2 separate regions of the Capsicum annuum genome follow, and region 2 is linked to region 1. A link is a contact called in public Hi-C data. All regions are on one chromosome and are shown on one strand. The core of a region is the stretch at or near the end of the contact, and the rest is flanking DNA. Distances in the headings are between cores, read along the strand shown.

The links. Hi-C and Micro-C count contacts between places; a contact is called where the count stands out from the background.
Region 2: a Hi-C map of leaf shows a contact between it and region 1, with 3 times the contacts expected there. The contact joins two enhancer-like sites. A contact is called at or near these places in 2 of 5 Hi-C or Micro-C datasets (both in leaf).

The regions. Positions count from the first base shown.
Region 1 is chr1:162,088,816-162,095,019 of UCD10Xv1.1, forward strand. LOC107840927 reads left to right here. Exons shown (of 7, transcript XR_007052645.1): 3 at 13-157; 4 at 229-570; 5 at 660-919; 6 at 1,473-1,903; 7 at 1,966-2,033. Among protein-coding and RNA genes, the nearest start is that of LOC107840927, 9.0 kb to the left of the region's middle. Within about 2 kb of position 2,321, at least 4 of the 5 cell types and tissues checked have an H3K27ac peak or open chromatin away from gene starts, as enhancers often do. A contact at or near this core is called in leaf, where this site is marked.
Region 2 is chr1:162,156,180-162,162,517 of UCD10Xv1.1, forward strand. LOC107840918 (putative protein TPRXL) reads right to left here. Exons shown (of 3, transcript XM_016684871.2): 3 at 2,346-3,047. The coding sequence ends at 2,486. Among protein-coding and RNA genes, the nearest start is that of LOC107840918, 4.6 kb to the right of the region's middle. Within about 2 kb of position 2,317, at least 3 of the 5 cell types and tissues checked have an H3K27ac peak or open chromatin away from gene starts, as enhancers often do. A contact at or near this core is called in leaf, where this site is marked.

The DNA.
Region 1 (6,204 bases), core at 1,071-3,570:
AAAATTAACCAGCTTCCAGTTCCAAAGATTTAAGAGCTCAAAGGGTTTACTATTTAAAGTCCATAATGATGATAATGACTTCTCAGACCTGGGTCCTCCAGTACAAAGAGCTATTGGGCAGCTGAAGTTGGTGACGGAGAAGCCCGATCATTTGCTGGTATGCTTTTCTGATTTTATTAATAGCATAGGACTTCTAATCATTGGATACATGAACTGATTTGCTTGAAGATGTTATCAATACCTTTTGAGTCACAGAAACTTGGTAATGGTAGAATAGTACCATCTCGCAAGTCTCGCAGCGAAAGCAAGAATCCTGTTAAAAGCAGAATCTTAACTGTTGATAAATCTTGTCAAAGTGAGTTTGGTAATGATGATGATGCTTCTGGATCGACTTACACGACTTCAGGTGCTGCTAGTTTGAATGTTCGTAGGTCAATCTCAGTTGGGAATGTACCTTCTACCATCAGCCTTTCTCAGCTTGTAAAAGCAGCTTCAGTCTTCGGAAAAGTGTACACATCTTCAGTCAGGCATCTGCCTGATGGGCTCAACTGTTGGGACATCCAATTCGAGGTATGCTATTGATCTCTGGAAGTTTTTCTTTTAGCCCCCCCTCAAATGAGGAAAAGTTTGTTTATTAACTGTTGGTAACTGTTGGCAAGAGCTTAAAATCCTGCAACAGAGCAATTAGAGCTGGTGCGCTAACTGTTGGGAGTTCTCGTCTTTCAATCCAACCCCCACGGGCTTCTATGGTTGTTACTATCAGGATTGAGGACATTTCCGAAGATGCTACCTTCAGTGAGATACACTCGATCTGTAAATCGGTTGGCACGACAGAAGGGCTGGCATGGGTAAGCAAGGATGGCGTAGATGCATTATTTACAGTCGAGAATGACACAGAATCAGAGTCGATCCTCAAAAAGTAAGTGGTGGTTCAACCTGGTATAAAAAGTCTTATTGTTACTGTTTTCATCTGTTGTCACTCTTGACCGGTATTTGCTATCTCAAAAGTGTAAAACTGTTCTCATGACTTCATTTTTGGAAGGAGTTGGAGGGAAGAAATCAATCCAGAAACCACTTCGCTTTATTACAGAATCACCATTAATCATATTCCTTATTGTTCCATGTGGTTCTCGACCATTAGCATCCATTTTCCTTGCATGTACCTATTTTTTGTATGCGGTAAACTATGAGAGACTGATACCGACACACGGAAAAAAGTATGAGAAGACTGATAATTGACATCTGGGCTTTTCATTTTCTCGCTTCTTTTCCTTAGCAGAACATACTGTTCTTCCATTATTGGTGGACACTGGTTGATATCCTATGATATTTCATCTATTTTTTGGTCATAGTTTTAATATGCCATCTGAAATCAAATTGTTGCGCAGCTTGTTACTAATTTGATCTTGCCTTTACTAGAATGGATGAGAATATACTTGGTGTAACTTTGTTACGTATTTTTCTCTTCTTAGGTTGAATGGTACTATTGTTTGCGGTCATTGCCTATCAGCTTCTCTACTGCCTAGCAACTCATCATCTGCTTCCAAGTCTGAAAATGAGGATGCTAGATGCAAGATGGCTTTACAAATTAAGAAGTACTTGACAGAACTCAAAAGTCAACTTACGGAAAAGAAAGGGGATCTGGAGGAATGTATGGTGCTGAAAGTGCATATGGAGGATCTTCAGATGCTGCATGAGGGGATAATGCACCTTGAAGATCTGCCTTCCATCATTGATACATCTGACGATTGATTCTTGATTTTCAAAACATCTTCTCTATTCAAGAATGTTCACATGCTAACAATAATATCACTAGCTTCAAGCCTCTTCGTTCCCCTTCCCACAAAAACCCTTCATGTGTCTCCTTGACATTGCTTTTAGCTGCTGAAATACACCTTTTTACTGCCTGTCCCATCTTGTAAGGAATTGGTTGCCCTAAGTATTGTACCATTATATATGCAATAGTGGTGCATATATAATTCCAGGGGATTTATGCAATTATCCCTATATGAAATGTTAGTCGAGTTTTCCCTTATGCATGTCCCTAGTTTAATTGCTTAATTCAATTTCATTTTCATATTTACTGGTCTGGACAGGAAAGCTTAACTAAGCTATGCCTTGACTATCCGATTTTAACAGGGATGGATGTGTATTCTTGCGAGAAAAAGCAAAGAAGATATTGATGTCCTTATTAACCCTAAGTCAAGGGCAAGTCAGGTCCCTTGTTCTATTATTCTTTTACTGCCCCATTTTCTGGTAGCTGAAAAGGTTATCACCCGAGGGATGATTGTTTGTGGTAGTTTTTACCATTGATTGCTTTCGGCGCTTGCGTCTTCATTAACTGCGGCTGTCACCGGCTATCTCCTCCCCAAATAACCGTAAATATCACTTAGCAAACTGGGATATATAGTTTCAAACTGCCGAAATGCACGGCATCATGGGATGTGAAAATCTGCTTTGTGGGCGTTATGTCGACAGAGAGAAGGACAAGGAAATTGAGTTGGCCTGGATGTTGTGTAATTGTTTCTTTGACAGGTCTCATGAATTTGTAGCAGTGTAATATGTTGTTTGACAAATAGGTGATTAGAAGTCGGACTGCTCTAATTCGGTTAACATATCTTAAATTGTCTGTTGACTAATTTGTCAAAACCAAAAAAAAATAAAAAGCGGGGGGGGGGGGTGCTGGGTCTTGTTTGGTCAATCCACAATTCCAGAATCCAATCTTAATTTCAATCCTCAAAGACTACGATTCAATCTGTTGTATCAGCCAAACAAACCTTTTCCTGAGATGGAATAAACATCTATGTAACATTTGAATTAGAAATGGATAGGAATCAAAAATTCACTTTAAAGAATTAGAAATGGTTCAAAGACGATATCATTCCACAGAGGTTTAAATTTGCACCTAACTTTGGTCCAGTTTGGCTATGAAAATAATATTTTTTGGAGTTGGAGTTGGTGTTTTGTTTTACCATGAATATAAATTGGAGTTGTTTTTAAAATTTTCTGAGAGAAATAGGAGTGAGAAAAGTGAAAACAAGTTATCACTTTTTCAAAATAATTTTTATTAAAGTAAAATAATTCTTATGGTCAAACGTATTTTTATATTTAAGTTTAAAACAGTCCCACCATAAGCGGTGCACTTATATGATATTTAATTAAATCTTGATTAAATATGTGATTTGTATTTGTATACTAGATATTGGAGTCTGTGTCAGCACAAGCCCCGATGTGCTACTTTTTCAATATTATATGTTATTTGTTTGTCTTAATTTATATGATGCTGATGAAATGTTTGAGAAAGTCAATCAGATTTGCTATATATAGGTTTAGATATTTTAAGTTGTTAATTATATTATAATTTATACGACTTTTAATGTAATTTTCAAGTAATATCTCTTTATCCTAATTAATATGACATCGATAACTATTGTAATCTATAATACTTTTTCGACATTGTAATTTACTATTTTATGTTGTTTGCAATTGTAATTTATAGTACTCTTCTTGTTTAAACTTTTGTGGTATTGATAGTGAATTTAGACTTTCAAAGCAATTTAAGTTTTTAATTATTGTAATTTATAATAGTTTTTTTCTATTTCAATTTAAGCGAAACTGATGTAATTTTGAGAGTAAATCAAATATCACGATTGAAATAGCGAAACCAGCACGTCTTGAATGACTCATAATGACTAATTAAAGTGATATAACAAAATTGCTATAAAAAATGCTTGTGAAATTTTTTAAGTGGGCCTTACATAAGATACCAAATTAATTTAAAACATCAAGAATTAATTTATCATTTTATGTTTATTTCACTTTTTAAAAATAGATATTATCAATTTTTAAATACTTAGATGACTCATAATAATTAATTATATGTGATATATTAAAATTATAGTTGAAGCGGCTGAAACAACCATATCATAAATATCCATTTTACTTTATAAGTGTCTATTTTATTTTTCATTAAATATTATAATTTTTTTAATACGTAAATGTCATATAATAATTAATTAGGGGTGATATAATAATATCACGGAGCAAGCAGGCAGTAAAAAACATATATATATATATATATATATATATATATATATATATATATATACACACACACACATATACATATATTAAAAATGTGAAGACCCTTAGAAAAGTGATTTGAACTTTTTGCCCTTTAATTAAAAGACTCTTCTTTAGACAAAACTATATTTTCACTAAATTTTTTAATTTATTTTTTATTATGTTAACTAGACTTCCTAAAATATATGGGACTCCTAAAATATATGATAGGAAATATAATTAAAAAATTTCCTTTTTATTAGACTTTCTAAAATATATGGAACTCTTAAAATATATGGTATGAGAATTAATTAATATTTTTCTTTCTACTGTTTTATTAGAAAATACTTCTAATAGGACTCTATTAAGAAAATGTTTCTATAAATATTGAGATGCATGTTAAACTAGAGAACAAACCGGTTTATCTATTGGGAGAATATGATTGATGTTCATCTAACTTGATTCGATTGTATATCTAGATTGGTGGATGCTTGATTAAGTTGACTTTGAAGAATTTCTTGTATAAAGGTTAGATTTAATTGTATTGTTAATATCTTTATTATTTTATTATTTTATTTTAATTTACAGATGCTAGATGAATGTGGGTCGGCTTTGAAATTTTTTTAGGTAAAGGTTAGGTTTAATTATATTATCGTAATGTCTTTATTAGTTTGTTATTTTGTGGTAATTTACAGTTCGTATAGGCTTTGAGAAATTTTTGTGTGTAAAATTTAAGTTTAATTGTATTGTTTTGATATCACTTTTATCGTATTATTTTGTTACAGTTTACAGGTGATAGATAAATGTTGGTCGGCTTTGAGGAATTTTTTTATGTAAAGGTTAGGTTTGGTTGTGTTATTTTGATATCTCTATTATCTTATTATTTTATTATTGTTTATAGGTGGTAGATATGTATCGGACGACTTTGAAAAAATTTTTGTATGTAAAGATTAGATTTAATTGTATTATTTTGATGTTTCTATTATTGTATTGTTTTGTTGCAATTTACAGATGGTAGATGAATGTCGATCGACTTTTAAAAATATTTTTGGTAAAGGTTAGGTTTAATAAATAAATTCTCCAATCTTTACATACTCAAAAGATATTAAATTTAATTATTATATCCATCTTTATTATTTAAATAAATATATATTTATATATACTTTGAAAATTTGGCTAAATATATCCTTCGACATATTTTTGGGCCAAATTTACCCTCACTATCATACTTTAGGGTTAAATTTACCCCGTAACATTGAAATATTGACTAAATATATCCTTCGTCATACTTTGGGGTCAAATTTATCATTGATATCATACTTTGGGTCAAATATATCCTTGATGTCATACTTTGGGGTCAAATTTACTCTCGTTGTTAAGTTAAATTTTCATATGTACCCTTTCATTATAAAAAAGCTCAAATCAATGTTAAACGCTCCATTTTTTAAAAATAAAATACACCTTAGTCTAACCCGTCTAATTCGATTCGAGCCACAAAAAAGACATAAATAAATATAACCTCTTCAGTTTTGTTGGTCAAATTTTTCCAACGAAATTAATCCACTAAATATTTATCAGTGCATAGCTCATGAAAAATTTCTCTTCATCAGTGCAAACACAAAGAAATATCTCAGTTCATGGATCTGCATCAGTTCAGAACTCATGAAAAATGACACTTAACGGTCAAATGCATTAGACTAGGCCCGTTGAATATTTCTCCGAATGATTGAGTTAAGAGGTTTCTCCATGTGTCAATCATGACATCTCTTCATTCATATATCTTTATATGTAATTTAGATTTATACAAATTTTTCTTCATATCATTTGCTCAGAAAATTTATTCACTAGTTTTGGAATCTAGATGCACATAAAATTACATACCGAATTTTAAAATTTGAACATAATCAAATAAGAGCAGAATTTGTAACAGACATTTTATCTAGTACGATGCTTCTACATTATCCTACTTCATTTTATTTTTTATTCATTTGTAAACAACCTACCAGTTTTGTACATTGAAAGAGAAATATTTTCGTTCATTGAAAAACTTTGATCAACAGAACTGAGAAAGGGGTATATTTGTTTGTGTATTTTTTGTAGGTTGGGTCAGGAGAATTAGATTAGGGCGTGATTTATTTTAAA
Region 2 (6,338 bases), core at 1,067-3,566, 67 kb after region 1:
CTTAGTCTCATTATTCACGTTCACAGCAAAAAAAAGAGTTCTAAATTCACTATGTTCCTATTTACACCTGTTTGCACCTTAAAAGAATGCAAGAAACCAGTTACATAGCTATACGACACATGATCGTTAGAAAAATAGACACCAGTTACAATTTTTCAGAAGTATTGCAAAATGTAGCTATGCAATTTCGAGGAGTTTCGAGAATTTTTTGATGACATCGGCAAGTGAAGGTTATCAATGATTTTATGGTGCATGAATTGTATAGAAATTGATGTATCAATAGTTTTATGGTGTCTGAATTATATAAAAATTGGTGTATTAATAATTTTATGATTTTTGAAATAGTTAGAACTTGATATATTAATAATTTTATGGTGTCTGAATTATATAGAGATTGGTATATCATCAATTTTATTTTAAGGTGTCTTAGAAATTGGTATATCAATAATTTTATAGTGTTTGAACTCTTTACAAATAGGTGTATCAATAATAGTAATTTTATAGTGTCGAAAATATATAAAAATTGGTGTATCGATAATTTTATGGTGTCTAAAATGTATAGAAATTGATCTATTATGGTGTTTGATCGATATACAAATAAGTTTATTAATAATTTTATGGTGTATGAAATTTGTATAAGATGTGGTTTGAATCAATCGGAGAATTTACTATCGATGTTTTTTCTTAGAAGTATTAAAAATTAATGTTCATTGAATTAAATAAATTAAATTTAAAAACATAAAAAAAAAAATATCAAATAAATGTGTTGTTTTTATGGTTATCTTATTTACTATTTTTTTTTTAAAAGAACTTAGTTGAAAAATATAGAAGAATTTATAAGATAAAATATCAATTATTAAATTGTCTTCTTAAATCATGCTATTTTAACTGTGTGTTTTTTACCTTTGGTAGATTTTGTTATATTTTATAAATTAAAAACTAGTGATAGTTTTTGTAATATTGACTCTTACCTTGTATAGTTATGTGATTTGCCCATTTTTGAATCTGGTGGAGAGCTTGTAAATTTTCAGCTACTACAAGGCAATAACGTTCTCAAATCAAATGAATTACATTTGATGCAATTCGAGTGTTATTTTCTACCAGCATGTTTGAAGAAGGCTATTTAGGTTATTAGGAAGGCGCGTCTGGTACAAGGCATTCAGCGCCCTTGTTGTCTCCTCACTAACGTCACTCCTATCAAATATCTAATTAATGATAGATATTGATGGAAAAAAGAGATACTACATATAATAGATGACATGTTATCTTGTGCATAAATTTGGTAGTTTAATTTTAGTATAAATAACATAAATATCAATCCTTTTAGAAGTAATTACACTATCTCCCACTTTTTTAATTATTTTACTCTCTCTCCCTATTAATATACATAACATAGCCGACATATACATAGCATTCTGTGTATATGTTGAAATTTTTGTAATATATTTAGGGAGTTGAGATTTTTTATAATATTTGAAACATAAGTTGTGTATTTATATAATTTTTAGTTCATTGTATGTTTCTCAAACACATCGATAAGCTAGAAATGTGATTAGTTCACGAGTTTTGAGTAGTAAAATGGCATCTACAATATATATTGGATGATTCCTCATGCAAGATGAACGTTTGAGGAGAAATGTATAATCAAACATAAAAAATGTTATATCAACTATCTTAAAGAAAAGCACATGGAGTATAATTTAACCTAAAATTTGCCTCACAACACTATTATTTTCATGTATCTTTAATCAGATTTAATAAAGCAGAATCTGTAACCAAAAAATGACATTAAATTTATTTTGATCGGTATACCTCGAATTCGACTTTTCCCCCCCTCTTAATTCATTGTCAGGGATATATTAGTTGTCTTCATTTGTCAACATTTATTAAGCTAAAGCCTACTAGTTCATGTGCAACTTGGAGATATACCTGTCTGGATGTAATTATGTGCACTAGCCTAGGCTCAATGCTTTGAGTTTATGTATGTACAAAAGAAAAATTCTGAGACATTTTTAACCCAATAGATGTAAGAAAGAGCATTTTGAGTTATTTTTAATACGTTCAGGGAATTTTTTATCTTTTACAATTGAAAATACAATTTCTCCACTTCGTTATCGTACTTGATTAAACAACAAACAATAAACCAACCCATCAGATGCCCCATTATCATATCTATACCACTTGAGATTTAGCTGGCATCCAGTTTCTACTGGCGGTTGAATAAACATTTCGTTGATTGCTTTCGTTAACATGTTTTTCCAATCCACAAGTAAGAATTTTGAGAGTGGAGTGGCATGGGGCAGGGAAGTAAAGGAGGACGAGAAAGGAATGTCAGAATTGAGGAATTGTGTTAACAGAGGGTCATAGAACAGGACTATCTTCTGAAGTTGTTAATTTTGAGCATACAAGTCAATTCTCTGAAAGCTCTAGTTGTGCACAACTGTCTTGCTAGAAGTCCTCATTAGGTCAGGTTTAAGTATTGTTTTTAATCTACAGATTCATCTCCTTTTGGTTCCATATTCAAAATTCTACAGGCACTTTCCCCAGTTTCAGGTGCTGATACACTCATTGAGGAGCACTGGTCAACCTTATATTCCCTCTCATCAACTAAAGATTTCATGTAGGAACAAGGTCGGTCCTCGGTCTCCATATGACTAGGCTCCTGCCCTGGAGTAAAATGCAATTCAAATGATGATGGTCCGGGAGGTTGGGTCCTCATTTGAACAGACCGCAAAAGTGCAGCTCTCCTTAAGTCAGCAGAATGGCATATGTCACTTGGTGATGATGGAAATCGACCCTCAGAATCAGAACCTCGTTGACGAGGTTGTGGAGATGTAGCAGGAGGGAGGTAGCAGGAATGTGATGGGCATGACGTGGAGGGAGGGCCTGATGAGAACCCATTCACTGGTCTGTGATATCGGTAGGGTGAGACTGGACTAGTTGGTCTACTCTCAGGTTGGGGGGAGCTGGTATTTGTCAAAGGCTCATAGCATCTAGAATCATCTGAATCTTCTGACATTGGGGAATATTGAAAGGACATCTCGTCCCTGAAAAACAAACATAAAAAGTCAAATAAAACTTGATAACAAATAAGCAAGGAGACAGCAAATACAGGATCTTCATCTCTACAGGTGCTTCACGGGGAGCTAATCAAAATTAACTTTCACAAATATAAGCAGATCCAAAAGCATGCATCATGATAGATTGGTCTATCTACAGATTCTCACATTCGTTTGTTTCTTTTCCTCATCATGTGTGGTTCTGGAAGGAATTAAGAAATTCTCCACACACTTTCTGGGAATAAAATGACCAAAAACACCAACCATAACTTCGAAATGGATTTTTGCACGATTCATGCTGTTTTATTTTACAGTAGATACATTATCCTTGCCATTTGCATGGGGCATCAGTTCTCTAACAACAAACTATAAGGCACGTCACCCCCTTTTAAGATTTTGAAACCACAAAACCATACAGCGGTAACCCCACTGTTACACTTAAAAGGTCAAATGACTATATGGTCTGTACTTCCTTGCCAACCATTTTTTGCTCTTAATTCCAAGTGCCATGACAGGCAACACCGACAGAGGTATCACTGCTCGCTTCATCAAGTAATCTTTTGATATGTTCCAGTGTTGGCATATCTGATGCTCTCAACATTTCTCACTTACTGTAACAGAATTGTTCTAGCGGGCACTACAATGTTTCATAGAATCATAGTAGTGACTTTTACAATGATCATCACAAAATCAGCAAAAACTAATTACTCTCTTAAGAAAGACAGGAGACAGCTGCCTGATGACATCAATGAGTTTTAGTTTTCTGTTATTCATCAATCAAAAAGGAGCTGTCACCTTTTGGTCGCTCGTTTCTACGAGTTTTGAGGGTGTTTTGGCTAATTTATCTGTCAAAGATTCAAAGATGCAGACATGAAACCAAGAAGGCAGAATCCCACATATTCACTTGCAACTAGACCCATAGAAACAGCTTTCCTCTACTGTTGTGTTTCATCAGTTCTACAAATCTTAAGGTTTTATTTTAACACACTCCTACACGGGACCACCTCCTATGGCATGATATTCTGGTGGTGAAATCCAAGAGGTCAAATATTTTTTTTGAGAAGGTAACATTTCCAAGAGGTCAAATATGTGAGCATATGTCATCCATATGTGCATTTTTATACAAGGGAAATATGAGAGAAAGAGTTCGGGGAATGGCAAAAAGTTGAGGTGGTAATTCTGAATCTTACTTGTTTGTTTATTGCTTCCAACTTAGAGAGTAACATACTAGAAAAGGGAACCACTAATCCTCAGATACAATAATAAGGCAGGTAGCCCTTAGGGCTTAGTTCAAGTGGCAAAGGGTAAGGAACTTGTGACTTAGATCACAGGTTCGAGCCCGGCCATGCAAACTAAGCCTGGTATTTAAGTGGAGAAGGGTACAGGAGAAGGCACATTATCATCCCCGAGTTTCAAAAGCTACAGTTGATCCTAAGGGTGGTTCAAACGGATTTCTCAGTCATAAGAAAAATACAGTGGGTAAGATTCAATTGAAAATTGGAGATGGACAGGACAGCTACATAAACCAGCAAGTCATGGAAGTTATTAGATGTTGAAGTCCCCACATCCAATATATTTGCTAATCAGATATATTATAGTTTATTTGTTATAGAACATTGTCACAGCATACAATTCTTCTCTTTTTCATTTTCTCAATTAATAGGAGGGTCTGGACCAAATGACGCTAGTAGTTCAATTTAACCTTCTAGAACTTTTGAAATGCAGCAGCCGATAGATGTTAAAGATCTTAGGAAGCCTAACCTAAACCAGCATCATCTAAAGCATAAACTGCAGTGGAACAATTGATGTATGTGGAAGTGGAAGTGGATAGGGCGGACAATTTGCTTCTTAGACTTGAGCACTGCCCCAGATCCAGATTCTATGAGATGGAAGCATAATAATGATGGGAAATTCTCTGTTAAGAGGGCTTATGAAACAGGTAATGCACAGCTGAACAGAAGACAACAATTTTTGTGGAGCAATATTTGGAAAAACATAGCACCAACTAAAGTTAAATGCTTCACATGGCTGGTAGCAAGAAAGGCATGTCTGACACAAGAAAAGCTCTAAAGAAAAAGGGGCAGATTATAGTTTCCAGATGCCAACTCTGTGGTGAAACAGACGAAACAAATAGTCACCTTTTTCTAAATTGCAAATTAACTACAGAGTTATGGGCTCCGTTTCTTACACTCACATAAACGAAATGGACTATGCCTGAGCATACTGCAGACCTGTTGAGCTGTTGGATCAGAAGAGGAGGAAGTAAGAGCCAGAAGAGATGGTGGAGAATCATCCCACGTTGTATTTGGTGGTCTGTATGGAAAGAGCGAAATAGCAGAAGCTTTGAAGATAGGTCCAATTCCATTCACATAGTTAAATGGAATTGTATTGTATCTATTTATTTTTGGTGCAAAAAGATAGACAGACGAATTAGAACTAGTAGATCTGTCAGGGTCTTTGTAAGTAGTTTCCTTTCCTTCTCTCCCTATTTCTCTTTTGAAAGTGTCCAGCATATCCCTAATGCTGAAGAATACAACATTACCAGTTCAAAAAAAAAAACAATTGATGTACGTGGAAGAAAAAGAAAAACAACTTCTCTGTCTGCTTTAATTCTTTCTCTCTCCATTTAACTCCAGTAGTCTAAAAAGTTTTAACATAATAGAGGAAGACAGTGATGACTAGGTTTTCTAAGTAATATCTTATTTGTGTTGTCACCCAACAGTGCAATAGTTGGCACTATTCTGTTATTTCAGAAATTCAACAAACTTTCAACATTAAAACATGTCTCTGGGTTTCACGTTGTGCTGAGAGACTGAGCTAGCACATGCTTGTTGTTGAGATCAATAACCAATCATTCACTTTTTAGTTCTGGTAGATAATTCTCTTTAGAGTGAACAGAATCAATTTGAGAGATGAGCTATACAGGAATTAGTTTGTCAGCAATGAATGATACATAGCAGCTTCTATGAGTTGTTAATACTGAAGGCAGGGGTTAAGTGATCAATTTAACTCAAAAGTACTATTTCTTAAATGGAACTCTCAAAACCTATGGAACGTCTGTCAAGACCCTGCACATAGCAGGAGTTTTAATACACCGGGCTGCCCCTTTTTCAGAAAAGACTTGAAGCACAAAAATGCATTAGTGTAGAAACAGTAAAATATCCAAAATGGACTATACATTCTAAGCAGTAAATCCCATAAACTAATGCAAGGCACCTATAAAGGACTTCTTCCCTTCAACGCAATCACATGCCAATGGACTATCATGAACATAAAACT